Linked DNA regions of Mus musculus: region 1 is linked to region 2. The links are chromatin contacts, called in public HiChIP or PLAC-seq maps. All regions are on one chromosome and are shown on one strand. Each heading gives the region's core, a stretch centred on a gene start, on an enhancer-like site or on the middle of the called end of the contact. The rest is flanking DNA. Distances are from core to core; before and after follow the strand shown. Region 1 has its middle 28 kb from the start of Gm34177. Region 2 has its middle 54 kb from the start of Gm34177.

Evidence for each region. HiChIP or PLAC-seq counts read pairs in DNA pulled down with a chosen protein or histone mark.
Region 1: an H3K4me3 HiChIP or PLAC-seq map of bone marrow-derived macrophages shows a contact between it and region 2, with 2.3 times the contacts expected there. The contact joins two enhancer-like sites. A contact is called at or near these places in 13 of 484 Hi-C or Micro-C datasets (3T3-L1-derived adipocytes, the AML12 cell line, the C2C12 cell line and 9 more), 4 of 115 datasets of contacts at active chromatin or transcription factors (T-cell acute lymphoblastic leukemia, bone marrow-derived macrophages, heart atrium and 1 more) and 1 of 9 other capture datasets (embryonic tail).

What each region holds. Positions count from the first base shown.
Region 1 is chr1:184,354,293-184,361,468 of GRCm38.p6, reverse strand. No RefSeq gene overlaps it. Among named protein-coding and RNA genes, the nearest start is that of Gm34177, 28 kb to the right of the region's middle. Within about 2 kb of position 3,343, at least 11 of the 459 cell types and tissues checked have an H3K27ac peak or open chromatin away from gene starts, as enhancers often do. A contact at or near this core is called in the N1E-115 cell line and bone marrow-derived macrophages, where this site is marked.
Region 2 is chr1:184,271,845-184,278,633 of GRCm38.p6, reverse strand. No RefSeq gene overlaps it. Among named protein-coding and RNA genes, the nearest start is that of Gm34177, 54 kb to the left of the region's middle. Within about 2 kb of position 3,768, at least 27 of the 459 cell types and tissues checked have an H3K27ac peak or open chromatin away from gene starts, as enhancers often do. A contact at or near this core is called in the N1E-115 cell line and bone marrow-derived macrophages, where this site is marked.

The DNA.
Region 1 (7,176 bases), core at 2,094-4,593, 83 kb before region 2:
GTCAGATTCAAAATTTTATTTTTATTTAGGTTTATTCTGATGTGAAAAGACCTTTATCTTTCTGAGTTTGGCTTCTTTTAATTTACACGATCTCCATCTATTTTTCTGCAAATGATATAGTTATATTTTCTTCATGAATGAATGATACTTCATGTATACATTCTTTCTCTGTTGCTGGAATCTACTCTGATTCTACATATTGGTTACACACATTTTATACTTCCTATTGCTTTTTTGCTTTTGTTATGACTTCTTGTTCCTATTTTATAACACTAGCATTCTACTTTAGAGGTTTTTTTTTTTTTTAATTTTGTTTACTTTGTATTTCTGATGTGTCTACCTCAGTTTAGGAGTTGCTCCTCTTTGGTTTTGCAGGAGATGATTGCTTTAGATGCATATATCTGTCCATAAGCTCCTGTTTCCCACAGTACATCACCTACATAATCAGGCATCATGGTTCAGAAAAGGGCTGAGGGTTGAGTTCTGGTACATTTCTTTGTCTTTGACAATGGAAAGAGAGGGACTATTGTTATCCAGCTTGGAGTGTTTTGATGTTAGCAATTCATTATCATAGTTCATTTTGCTTCCACACAACCAAACAAATCCCAAACAAATCCTCTGTACCTGGGTTTATGGCCCATCCTTCACAAAGTGATTTTGTAATTCATGTAGCTGGTGGCTGGAGAAGGGAGGTGTGGGGTGCATGCTAAAGTCCATCATTATCCATTTCTCATCTCACTCAGGAGGGCTTTGATCCTCTCCTGATAGTAGCTTGGCAGGCGCTAGGACTGCCATACTTTTGGCCCTGAGGTATGCAGTGATTATCAGGGGCAAGAGGAGGATTTAAAAGCCCCTCAAAACCTGCTTTTAACAGCTGCTACACTGGCTGCCTGTGGCACCAACCTCTCTCCACACACAACTGTGGATATTCTTTCTTTCTCCCCAGAGTTTTCTCATTTTGTGTAATGTTTCCCAAGAGCCTTGCTTCCTTTGGACATCTGTAATTTTTCCATAGTTGATTATACAGACAGTAGCAACTATGTTACTCTGCTACCTCATCAGTAACCAGAGAATGTCTATCATTCAGTTCATAATTGCTCTGTGGTAGTTTTGATCTCCTGTGTCTCCTCTGCTTTCTTTCTGTGAACATTTTTATTATGGTAAAATATTCATAACATGAAACTTAGCATTTTGCTCTATTTAAATGTATAGTTTGGTAGCATTAAAGTGCATTTCTTATGCTGTGTAAGCATTTTATGAATTTATGCCAATATATCTTGAAATGGCTTCTTAAACTTAATGCCAACTCTTTAATGCTGTTTTAATTATAGTAACAGTGTGTTTGCTGTCTGATTTATGTTAAAGAATTTTAATCAAGGTTAGTGGGTATGCCATCTACCAATATATCTCTGGAGGAAGAAGACGTTGTAGTTCTATTTTTCTCTCCTGTTTTTTTCCTTGGAAAGTCTTCTCCATGATGATTCCTGTCCACATGTTTGTTAATCATCTATTACAATGGAGAATTGATAGTTTTAAAATAAAATTGGTGACTATCTCATTGTCTTTGTATGTGTGTGAGTGTAAGTATGTGTGTGTGCATGTACATGTGTATGTGTGTGTGTGTGTCTGTGTGTATGTGAGTGCATACATGCATGTGTGTGTAGATAAGAGTTTGACCCAGAGCATCTTCTGCTATTCCTTTCGACCTTATGTTAGAGAGCCTCTCTCTGACCTTCGGACTCAGCAGTCTCATTACACTGGCTAGACAGTGACCTCCCAGGAGCCTCCTTTCTTTGTCCATTCACTACTGGGTTACAGGTACACCACCATGAAACCCACTTTGTACGTGGGTGCTGGGGATCAGAGATCACTTCTTTGTGCTTGCACAGCAAGTACTATACTCACTGAGCTGACTTCCTAGTTCTCAAATGTTTTTTTTTTTCTAAAAGATAAGAAAGGAAAGAAAACTCATAATGCAATATTTATATACTCTTAAAAGTGAGTAATTGTATTAATTATAAGTGGATTAAATATCACTGATAAAATGCGAAAATTTAGATTCAACTTGAAAAACACCTGTGTTTTGTTTACAGATACACATTTTCAAAATTAGAGCAGAGGGATTTAGAAAGATGCAATGCAGACAGTAACTGATAAGATTACAAGTTAGAAAGCTTTAAGGGCTGGGGAGAGTTAAAAGTGTGTATTGTTCCTCCAGAGGACCTGAATCAAGTTCCCTGCAGTTGGTAGCTCACAACTGCCCATCACTTTAGCTCTTCTGGCCCTCGAGCACCAGCCCTCACGGTGGACATTCTCTACAGGGACATACATACATTCACATAATTAAAGCAAATAATTAAAAAGAGATTTGCAGTCTTATTGGCATAGATATTTCCATAGGCAAAAGGACCCTGACATCATCTACTCTTGAATTTCAGTGATTACCAAAGATAGCCAAAATATATGGGAAAGACAGCTCTATTCCCTCTCTCTGCCAATGTTAGGCAAATAAATAAGATTACTGTTGGTTTTAGCCAATCTTTGGGGCCCAATGTGCATGTGTACCAATTTTTGCTTTCAAAAAGGCAAATCCTAAGAGGAAACTTTAAAAAAAATAAATAATGCTAGAGAGTCTTATTGCCATGGTGGCAAAGATATCTTGGCTAGAGATAAAATCCAAGCCCCAGCCATACCTTGGTAGGCTTGGAAGAGCGTCAACCTTGACACTGAATGTTAATGTAGATCTTAGTGGCTTCTGGTAACCTTTTCATTTGGTCTGAAGTAATTACAGAATTATGTGTGTGTGTGTGTGTGGGGGGGGGTCAATCATGATTGCCTTCAGTAAGCAGAAGAAAGATGCCCAAACCAAGGGCCAGACCAGTGGACACGAATGCAGAACTTACCATCTGCCCAAGAGTGAAATGTGGCTTAAATCGTAAGTTTTGAAAATGTTGCTTCATTCTACAGAAAGGCCTTTTCAGTTCCCAGCATGCTTTGTAGACGCCTCCCTTTAACTCCTACAACAGTTCACTGTGGTGAGTGAAGCTTCTAAGACTCCCTCATTACAGATGAACAGATCAAGCGGTGGCAGCTCCCTCTCACCACACAGATGGCAGAGTTAGCCCCTGAATATGAGCCCCTCTGCTGCTCACAGATGCGCATATATCTGTGGATGAGGGATAACGTGACTTCTTATCACTAGGCAAACAAGCACATTATCAAAGGTTTACTGTCCCGTTTTGGCACATTATCTCAAATGATGGACAACAGATGAGCTAGTGATCAGAGGGTAGAAGTACTCCATGATAATATGTGCCTGGACTAGGGCCAAGCAGTGATTCAGCCTCAGGGCTATAGGAGGATGTGGGGACTCAACAGAAGGCAAAGGAAGGAAGGAGAGGAGATGATGCTGTAGGGAAGAAATGATCAGACAAGAGCTATTTTAGGACTCTCTTTCCTGTCAGTCTTCCTTAGTCCAATTATAAAAACTAACTGCAAATAAGAAAACAGACCAATGGTTTGTGTTCGCACAGAGGCAGGGCTCACTATGACTAGCACATAAGATCACTGAAATTAAATTACATGGACTAATGCCATAAAAAAGAGTAATAAACTTCTGGTCTTTCCCTTGCGGTTTGTTTACCGGGTTATGGCTAATTTAATCTTATCAGTTCTGCTGAGCAAGAGGCTTGGAACAATTTTTCCTGAAGTTTGTCTCTCAGCAGGCAATTCTCCACTTCTTGGTACCTCATTAATGTCAGGAATCCTGAGGTAACATGCTGGCCAAACTGGAACATTGTGAATAAAGACAGGAGGAGACACACACACACGAGAGAGAGAGAGAGAGAGAGAGAGAGAGAGAGAGAGAGAGAGAGAGAGAGAAGCACAGAGAACATGCCTTGTTTTCTATGCATGTCTATATATACTTCCTTTTGTCATTCTAACCCATTCCAACTAAAAGGAGATATTATGTCATCCAAACAGAATCTAGCCAGAGGCAGAAATCATGATGCAGAGGAGAGAAGAAGACATGGGAAAAAAGAAAAAGAAAGACTCTTGGGCTGTTATTCCTAATTACTCCAAAGACAAGTCTCAAGGGCCCAGGACTGAGTCCTTTCCTCTTGATCTGTTGGGGGTTGAGTATTATCTCAGGTTGAGTGAAGCAAGGGTGTATTTTGAGGTCAGGAGGTGGTGTGAGAGGTGAGATGGGCAGTGGGAAGGGAACAAGGTAGAACGTAGGGTTCTGACTTCAGCAGAGGAGTTTTGTGTTGCCTGTGCCTTGGACTACTTACCGCCCAGCCCTACCTGCCTTAGGTGTTGGAGATGAGGTGGTATAGAGTATAACACAGACTCTAGGAGCAGGTGAGAAACGGCTCAACTGAGCCCTGCTGCAAGCTCCTTTCATACCCCCCACCCATGCCCCCATTGGTCCCAGGAAAGCATCTCTTCTAAACAGCAGTTCCTGATTGGCTGCCATTGTCTGCACCAGCAGCCCTTGGTCTCTCAGGCATGCTCAGTTAGGTCCTCCTGCAGGAGATGCTTTTGCAGTTGACCCCCCCCCCCAGCATTTACATAGAAGCACCCCACCATTACTGCTACAGTTTTGTATTATGGAGCCATTGAACACTAAGAGTGCAAGGGGCATCTGAATTGCAGCACACCTAGGGGAAGGGTGCCTCGCCAGGGCCACATGTGCAGTCCCCCAGCTACACCCAATATAGATGATGCTCCATGATCAATACCTGAATGGAATACCTGTGTCTGTTCTGCCAGTCAGACTCCTAGACCGATGGGGAGAGTAAGTAAATGCCTTCTTGTATCAGCCCCAGTTTGATGCTTGTGCAGCTCTTATACCATGTGTTCTCTTAACAGTCTAAAGACCTGTAAACAGTGAGGTAACTCATTAATTCCCAGTGAGAATTCTTCTGCAGGCTACTATTAAAGATCAATTTTAGAAGAGAGAAAGAAAACTCAAGGAGAGATGACTTGTACCAAGGTCCAGCGCTTTGGTGAGATGCAGGCTCAAGCACTCTGACTCTGGGTGAGTGGGTTGGTGGGGCACAGTTGAGGCTGTGATATGCTACCTATCAGCGTGAAGAAGAAGTCTTATGGGTCGCCCCAGTGCTAGAGAGACAGCTCAACGGTAAAGTGTTTGCTGAGAAAACATAAGGAACCTAGCATGGATACCCAACACCCAATTAAAAGGCAAGTGAGGTATCATGTGTTTGTTACCTCTACGCTGGGGAAGGCAGAGATGGATTGATCCTGGGACTCACTGGCCAGCCAGGTTAGCCAGTTCAGGATCAGTGAAAAGACCCTATCTGGGATATAATGTGGGCAGCAATAGAGGAATATCTATTAAAATATCAAAGCCAAGCTCTGTTGTTGATAAGCCATTGCACCCTACACACAGGCATGCACTCATGCACACACGTGTACACACACACACACACACACCACATGGGGATAATATTCAGTCAAAGAAGAAAATGGTTAGGAAACTTAACGTGTAATCAAAGTTTTAAATGAATGAAAATTAATATTTTAAAGTATTTAATTGGGTAAGAAAGTCTTCAAGAGATGAACTCACTGTAGAGTAAGAGTGTAAACCTCCGTTGTTTAACTGTGGAAACATTTGTACGGGTATCTTTATCATATCTCTCAGCAATGCAAAAGACACTGGAAGGAAACACAGCAGAATATTAACAATTAACTCACAGATGGATTTATTTCTCCTTGATACCCACATAGTCTTCAGGTTTTAAGGAACAACCTACGTATAATGTCTATGACATCACCTGTAGGGACTCAGTGGGGTGCAATCTTGATCCTTCTTTCCATTACGAGTGTTCCAACCTGAGACACACTTCCAACATGTCTAATGTGTGTCTAACAGTGCTTCCTTCTGGAATGGATGACTGGTGTCATCACTGCCTCCCAGACACCTCAGCCCTCTCCTTCCTTCTGGAAACAGTCAGCTATGGAAGAGGTTTTGGTGAACTCTGGGGATGTGAAGAATTTTTTCCATAAGGATGAGCACTCCCTAAAATACCATAGTTTGAAGCTTTAGTTTTGTGTGTGAAGACTTGATTTAAAGATTTAACGCAATTGGTAACAGTTAGACAGTATGTTTGTATTCAACCTAGTGAGAAAGAAGCAATAAGAAACCTTTTAATAGTAGAACTGTCTGCACACAGATGTACAAGCACACATGAACATGCACACACTTGTTCCTTTATGAGTAGATGACAGTCATCTATGGAACTAATCTCCCATGCATTTCTCTCTCTCTCTCTGGTCATCATATGGCAGTAAACAGACAACCCAGCTTGTTGCAGGGAACACCCACCCCACTCCAGCGCTCCCTGTCTGTTGAACTTCTCTTTTGACAAGGGCTGGCATCTGGCTCAATGTACTTGCCTAGAATGCAAAAGACTGTAGGTTCTGTTGCCCAACATTGGACGAAGAAAGGATATGAGAGGGGGGAAGAACAGGAGGAGAAAAAGAGAAGAAGAGAGGGGAGGAGGAGAAGGGAGACGATGAGCAGAAGTTTATTTGACTTTATTCTTTGGGGGATTTTTGGTTTTCAGCTTTATGCCATCTGAGTCTTTCCTTCTATGATTCAATCACACTTTTGTATTTTTCATGTATTCAGCAAAACTAAGCCAGCTGCTGGGCCTCTGACTTTCCAAGAGGAACATGAGTAATGAGATTAATAAGGTTTGCTTCTTGGCTCTTAGTGATAGAGTCAAATGCACAAACATTTAGGAAGAAACAGGAACCTGAGAGATTCCAAAATTTATGCAGTTTGCTGGTGTGACTGCTACCTTGCCTCAAAGGATAAGAGAGGTACAGCTATAAAGGAGAGATGAGGAGATAGGCTAGCACCTGACCTGCCCTTGTTCTGACATCAAAGATCCTGGCTTCCACTTATACCTTAGCAGGCTCATTCTGTTTGCCTAGTGCCTGTTGCATGACAATGGCCACCCTAGGACAGGAAAAAGTATAGATTCTAGGAAGGCCTCAAGAATCATTTTCTATTTACTGTCAGGGCTAGAATGGTCACTCACAGCCCAGTGACATAGCTCACCCTTGGCCAGATGTGAGGGCTGTCACACCCTGCCTCTAGGTAGCGGGTGGACTGAAATCCTCAGTGCCTTTTGGGCCCTAAGGCGT
Region 2 (6,789 bases), core at 2,519-5,018:
CTGTGGCTTCAACTCCTGGTGGTTATCCTGGTCCCCTTGGACTTGGAGTGATACTGAGGTAACCTTGGATGGACTCCGTGTCACTTCTGTGTCTTCACTTGTTGTGTGGGTCTTTTGTGCTTTGTCTTGTTGGACTTCAATCCCTCCAGAATCTAAGGCTGATCTGGATTAGTCTGGGCTGGGCTCCATCACATGCAATGATTGTTGGGAGAGTAAGACTGTGAGAAGAGTCCTGGGTGAGAAATACACAAGCAGCCCTACCCCAGGTTTTACCATAGAGGAAGTAGGCCCTTTCTACCTGTCTTAGTTCATGAATCAGACTTACTTTCTGATAAAGTATGCTAAGAACTCGCAGGCTGGGCATGCACTCAGTTGGCAATGTACTCCCTATCATGAACAAAGCCACGGGTTCCATCCCCAGCACTACACAAACCATATACACAGCCCTAGCACCCAGGGGATGAGACCAGAGGATCAGAAGTTCAAGGTCATCCATGCCTACGCCGTGAGTTCAAGACCAGCCCAGGCTACACAAGACCCTGTCTCAAAGGGAAAAAAAAACCCAAACAGCAGCAACTCTATGAACTTGGAAGCTGAGTGTGGTGATGCATTCCAGATGTTGAGGCAGGAGGATGGCCAACAGTTTTAGGCTAGTCAGGGGGTATACAGCAAGACCTTGTCTTAATAAAGCAAAACAAACCCAATCCCAACAACCACTTTGACTGCTGTCCGTCAGATGTCACATATCTCTTGCGCCTGCTCCTTTCCCGTCCTTCTCCACCATCAATGCCACGTCCACCCTGGCAGAGCATCACAGTCATGAGACTAGGTCAATCTAGCATCTCCAAGATCTCCTCTCAGTATCCCCTCTCACCCTTCCCAGACTCACTCTTGAACTTTGTCCAGCGTGATTTCAAAGCACAACAGTGTCAACCACCTTCTGTGCCAGTGGCACGGATTGTGTCACCTCCCTCTTCACACTCTTCCTGTTTTTCTCATAGCTTGTAGAATCAGGGGAAACTGATTTTAAATGGGAAGGGCTGTCCTGCAGCTATCTTTCAAGCCCACCACACAGCATCTCCTCCAGCTCTCTGTCCCTGGCCCTCTGTTCTCATCTCAAGGACTTAACACACAGTGTGCCCTTTTCCAAATGTCTTTCCCTCCCTAAGCAGTTGTTTTTCCATGTGATTATGATTAAATACTTGACAACTTAAGGTGAGAGAAGGAGATTAATTTGCCTTCTAGGTCAAGGACATGTACCCATCATGGGAAGGAAGGTACATTGGCTGGCAGGAGTGGGAAGCAGTTGGTTGATCACATTGAGTTTGTCTTCCAGAAACACAGAGAAGGCAGGAAGTGAGCTGGGCTAAGAAACCTCAAGACCCACCCTGAGTCATTCATTAATCTAGATCTGGCCTGAAACCTGCTCCAAGCTGCCGACCACACCTCCAAACACAAGAGTCTATGACAGACTTTCAAGCCACAGCAGCTCCGTTCCTCTCTGAAGTAACCACTAATGATCTTTAGACCTCACTGTAAGCACAAACTTCAGTGCAGTGCTCCCTCCCTTCACAGCCTGGAAGGCTCATGTGTGACAGTGTAGACTAACAGTATCCTTGCTCCACAAGCTCTTGACCTCTGTGAGTTGCCTTTATTCATCACGCCAATCCCAGCATAATGTCTGGCAGGCAGTGCTTGGGAAAAAAATTATTAAATACACAAGCAAATGTTTGTTTGTTTGTTTGCTTGCTTGCTGTAAGCATAGTTTGTATTATGAACTGGCCTCAGCCAATCAGCATCACACAGCCATTAAGGACATTTTACTTGTTTATATATTTATTTGTGTATCTTCTGTAAATTATGTTCACTAAAAAATCATCTCAGTAGGCACTGGCTTGCTGAAGGTGGGAGGACCAGTGATTTCTATTGACCCTTACCTACAGATGACTATGAGGTCAAATCCCAGACCAAACTCTACAACAAAAATCCCAGCCAAATGATTCTGTGGATGTCATATGATGTCCAGAACTAAAGTCTGTCCTCTCTTCTCATCCCATACAAGTACTTCAGAGTAAGACTGAGGCAAATGAATTCAAGAGTATCCTTTACAGCTTAAATCGGGTGTTTCATAGGAGAGAATTTACTCTGGATTGTACAATCAGGCTAATTGGCATTCTAGAGTTCTCCATCTAAACACATGGGGTTTCTTTTCAGCAAAGCATTAGAAACCTACGAGTTCTTATGCTCCTGACCATTCCTTCATCTGGGCTTTTGGGTTTTGCCCAAGTTCCCATCTCTGAGATTAAAAGGAGCAGTAAATAGCAGAACCTTTCCTGTGTATACGTGCTCTGGAGGGGGTGGGGGGAAGCAAACTAATCGGCACTGCCCTCATTTTCAAAAAATTCAAAGTCATTGTTCCCTCACTGCATAACAGCGCCTCAAAACAATCCAGATAATTAAGATTTATTGCAATCACCCCCCCAAGCACCTGAGGCCGAGACTCCTTGAGCTCACCATGAGTCATCGTAACTTGTTTGTACAATAAGGATCGGAAAAACAAGCTCATATCTCCCTCTCACACAGTGATAAGGTGACACACACTTAATCAAGAATAAGGCCACTGACGTAACTCGGAGGCCAGTTCCTAGTGCAATGACTGGAGTGTCCAAAGGGGACACCGGACAAACACACTTCAGGGGGAATGTGTAATAACCATTCAGACTAGACGAGTGCTTCATGACTGTGTCCTCTTAAGGGGCATTTGATAATGTCACTGGACATTTACTGGGTGGATTGCTACTGGCTATATACAAGGCTTAGAGCATCATGCAGTGCCTGAATGGACCACAGAGGAGGAACACACCCTCAGTCACCCCAACATGGAACCACATCTCCAGATGTCAAGAGAGATGCTCCTGGGAGTGCCTGGCTCAGGAGGTGGGTGAGGATGCCTGGCACTCACAGTGCAGGTGATGCACACAACACCTGGGAGCCCAGAACTAAGGTCTTCCTGCTCCATTCCACTCTCACTGCTCAGTGCGGAGCGGAGTTTAGTCTCCTGGTGACACAACCTGAAAACAAATGACCGATGAACTCCAGAGTGATGAAAGAAAACACTGGGACCAGCTTAGAGTTTTTAGACTTTGAACCTGTGCTCATCATTTCCTTGTTGCTGTTATTACCACTGTCCTTTCCTCCCCATCCTCCCCCACCCTCCTCCTCCTCCTCTCCACCCTCCTCCTCCTCCCTGCCCTCCTCCTCTCCATCCTCCTCCTCCCTCCCATTAGGCTTCCTATCTCAACCACTGCATGATCTTCTCCGTTTCTCTGTGCTCATTCATAGACGCAAATATGTATTAGTATACATATATATTGTTTTATTCACAATTTTCTACAGCTTGCTTTTCTCATTCACAAATACTTCGCAAGACATCTCTCCAAGCTAGCCTTCCCATAGTATTACTACCATGATTTATTCCGTCATTTCCCTGCTGATGACTCTTTATTTCCCTATATAGTTTTTTGCATGGTGAAACACTAAAATCATGAGGTTCTATAAAAAGCATTATGCTGTGATGTTTTTTGTTTTTATCTGATTGGGTTTTAGGCTTGAGGCTGCATACTTGAGACTTTGGGGGACCGAAGGTAAATCCAGAGCGGAAATGACCTTCTCAGCCGTCTTGGCTAGGATTTCTATTGCTATGATGAAACACCACGACCAAGCAGCAAGGCGGGGAGGAGAGGGTTTATTTGACTTTCATTTCCTCATCACAGCTCAACACTAAAGGAACTCAAACAAGGCAGGAACCAGGAGGCAGGAGCTGATGCCCAGGCCATGGAGAAGTGCTGCTTACTGGCCTGCTCAGCCTGCTTTCTTATAGAATCCCAGGATCACCAGCCCAGCGATGGCACCAACCAATGTAGGCTCCACCTCCTCTACCCACCCCCACCCCACACACCCCTGCACACCCAGTAAATTGCCAGTTAAGAAAATGACTTGGGGCTGGAGAGATGGCTTAGGGGTTAAAAGCACTGAATGTTCTTCCAGAGATTCTGAGTTCAAGTCCCAGCAACCATATGGTGGCCCACAGCCATCTGTAATGGGATCTGATGCCCTTTTCTGGTGTGTCTGAAGAGAGCTACAGTGCACTCATATAAATAAAAGAAATAAATCTATTTTAAAAAATTTAAAAAGCTGGGCAGTGGTGGCACATGCCTTTAATCCCAGCACTTGGGAGGCAGAGGCAGGTGGATTTCTGAGTTCAAGGGCAGCCTGGTCTACAGAGTGAGTTCCAGGACAGCCAGGGCTACACAGAAAAAAGAAAATGACTTAGAGCTGGATCTTACAGAGGCATTTTCTCGATTGAGTTTTCCTCCTCTCAGATAACTCTAGCTTGTGTCAAGTTGACATAAAACTAGCCAGCACAGTTTAAACTAGAAAACTGAAACTTCATAGAGGAGAATACCAACATTTCAGATATAATTTGTTTTATTTAGTTAAATTATTTCAAATGTCATAGGAATGAATAAAATTGTCATGAAATAGATACCTTGGGGAGATCCTTGAAAAGGCAGAGTAGATGGGAACAAATGCATTCAGTGTGACAACTGGTCCAAAGAGAGGGCTCAGCAGCGGGATGTGAGCTCTTTAAGAGAACATGAGTTGTGGGTACCTATATCAAGCAGCTCACAACCTCTCTGACTCCAGCTCCAGGGGATCTGCTGACCTCTTGTGGGATCTACTACCACTTGCACCCAAACAAAAACTTACCCCAATCCCCACCCACCCCTACACACAAGTACACAGAATTAAAAATAAAATACATTTTTACAATAAATAAATACTATAATATCCAAAATACCCAAATTGACTTAAATTGACAGAGAACCACCAGGCAGAGAAAATCTACAGGTGACTCTGAAAGCAGAAAAATGATAAAAGTCTGTAGAGCACAGAACTCAAAATTAAAGCAGTAGAAAGTGTCGCTTCGCACAAATCTACTAAAATAACAGCTCACAAAGACTCGTAACATCCGCTGCTGGCTGAGATGTGGCTTAAAGGGTTTGTTGCTGTGTTGTTGTTGTTGTTGTTGTTGTTGTGTTTATCTGAGACAGGATCTCATTGTGTAATCTAGGCTGGCATCCAATTCAATAACTTAAAAAAATGAGGGAAAACCCTGATATTGACTCATAGCCTTGTGGTTCTAGTCTGTGACTGAGTAGCTTTGTGCGTCCGGCAAGGAACCTCACCAAATCAGGAGAAGCTGGCTAGCAGAGTTTTCTTCATCAACCAGGACGTGCAGAAAACAGGAAGAGATCGAGGCTTCACACAGTCCTCTTTGAGAGCTTGTCCCCAAAGGACCAAGATCTCCTAGTAGGTTTCACATCTCAAAGGTCTCACCTGTGTGTCACTCTGGGGACAAAGCCTTTAAAACAAGGGCTGCTGGTAGGCATTTAAAAAAAAAAAACTGCACACAAACACAAGAGGTTTATTTGGATCTCCCAAAGAGCTGATAGGCAATTTATTCACTGTTGTAAGTAGCTGAGGATATGTGGATACATTCATATCCACAGAAGCTGACCCTGAGGCAGGCAGCACGGATCTCAGAGAGAGGTGGTGTTCTTGCTTCAGTCCTGCTGCTGAGAAAACACACAGACGAAAGCAGCTTTAGGAGAGGAGGTTTAGGTTGTGGTCCGTGGTGCAGGGAGGTTAAGGTGAGAGGAACTTGAGAAACTTATGGATGAGAGCTAGAATTGCTCATCCATAGCCAAGAGCAGAAAGAGACCAGATACATTATGCCTGCCGGAGCTCGGCTTGACTTCTCTTACACAGATCATGGCCTCTTTCCTTAGGAATGGTTTTGTCCACAGTGGTGTGGGTCTTCCAAATCAATTGACTTAATTATAACAACCCCCACCAGCTTGCCCACATGGCAACTCAATGCAGACAACCCCTCTTGAGGTTTTCTTCCCTGGTGAGTCTAGGTTGTGTAAAATCGGAAGTGAAGACCAACCATCACAGAAAGTCATGGAACCTTTAAAGAAAAAGACATAGCAGAAGTTCCTCGGGTCACTGGGGATGTACCGTTGAAGAGAATATAAAACTCTGATTCACTACTTATTTCCTTGCATAAAGGTGATGAAGTTAGTAGTTTTCCCTGCCATATACACCACCATGAAATATTTCCTTATGAGGCAAAGTAAAGTCCTCTTGATATCAAACTGGAATTTCCAGCCCGAAACAGATCTCTTGTGAGTACATTACCTCAAGCACGCCTTTATAGTTAAGGAAAGCTAACACAGCCCCAGTAACAAGATGTGACAGTTGCACTTTCTACCCCCAGATCCAGATGCCTATGTCAGTCCTCCCCGTATGGTCATAACACAAGTTATGAACAGCACAAGTCACAGAACTGAAGAAAGATGAGAAGGCTGCCTCTCTTTTCCTCATACTTCCACAATCACTGCCGGCCAGTGCCTGTGTCAGCACCTGCCAAGAGGATCTGAAAGGAGCAGGGTATCGCAACAAGCTCTGAAGAAAGCATGAATGAATAGTGCAATCTGAGAGAGAGAGAGAGAGAGAGAGAGAGAGAGAGAGAGAGAGGGGGGGGGAAGGAAGGAAGGAAGGAAGGAAGGAGGAAAGAAAGAAAGAAAGAAAGGAAAGAAAGAAAGAAAGAAAGAAAGAAAGAAAGAAAGAAAGAAAGGAAGGAAGGAAGGAAGGAAGGAAAGAAGGATAGAAGGGAGGAAGGAAGGAAGGGAGGGAGGAAGGAAGGAAGGAAGGAAGGAAGGA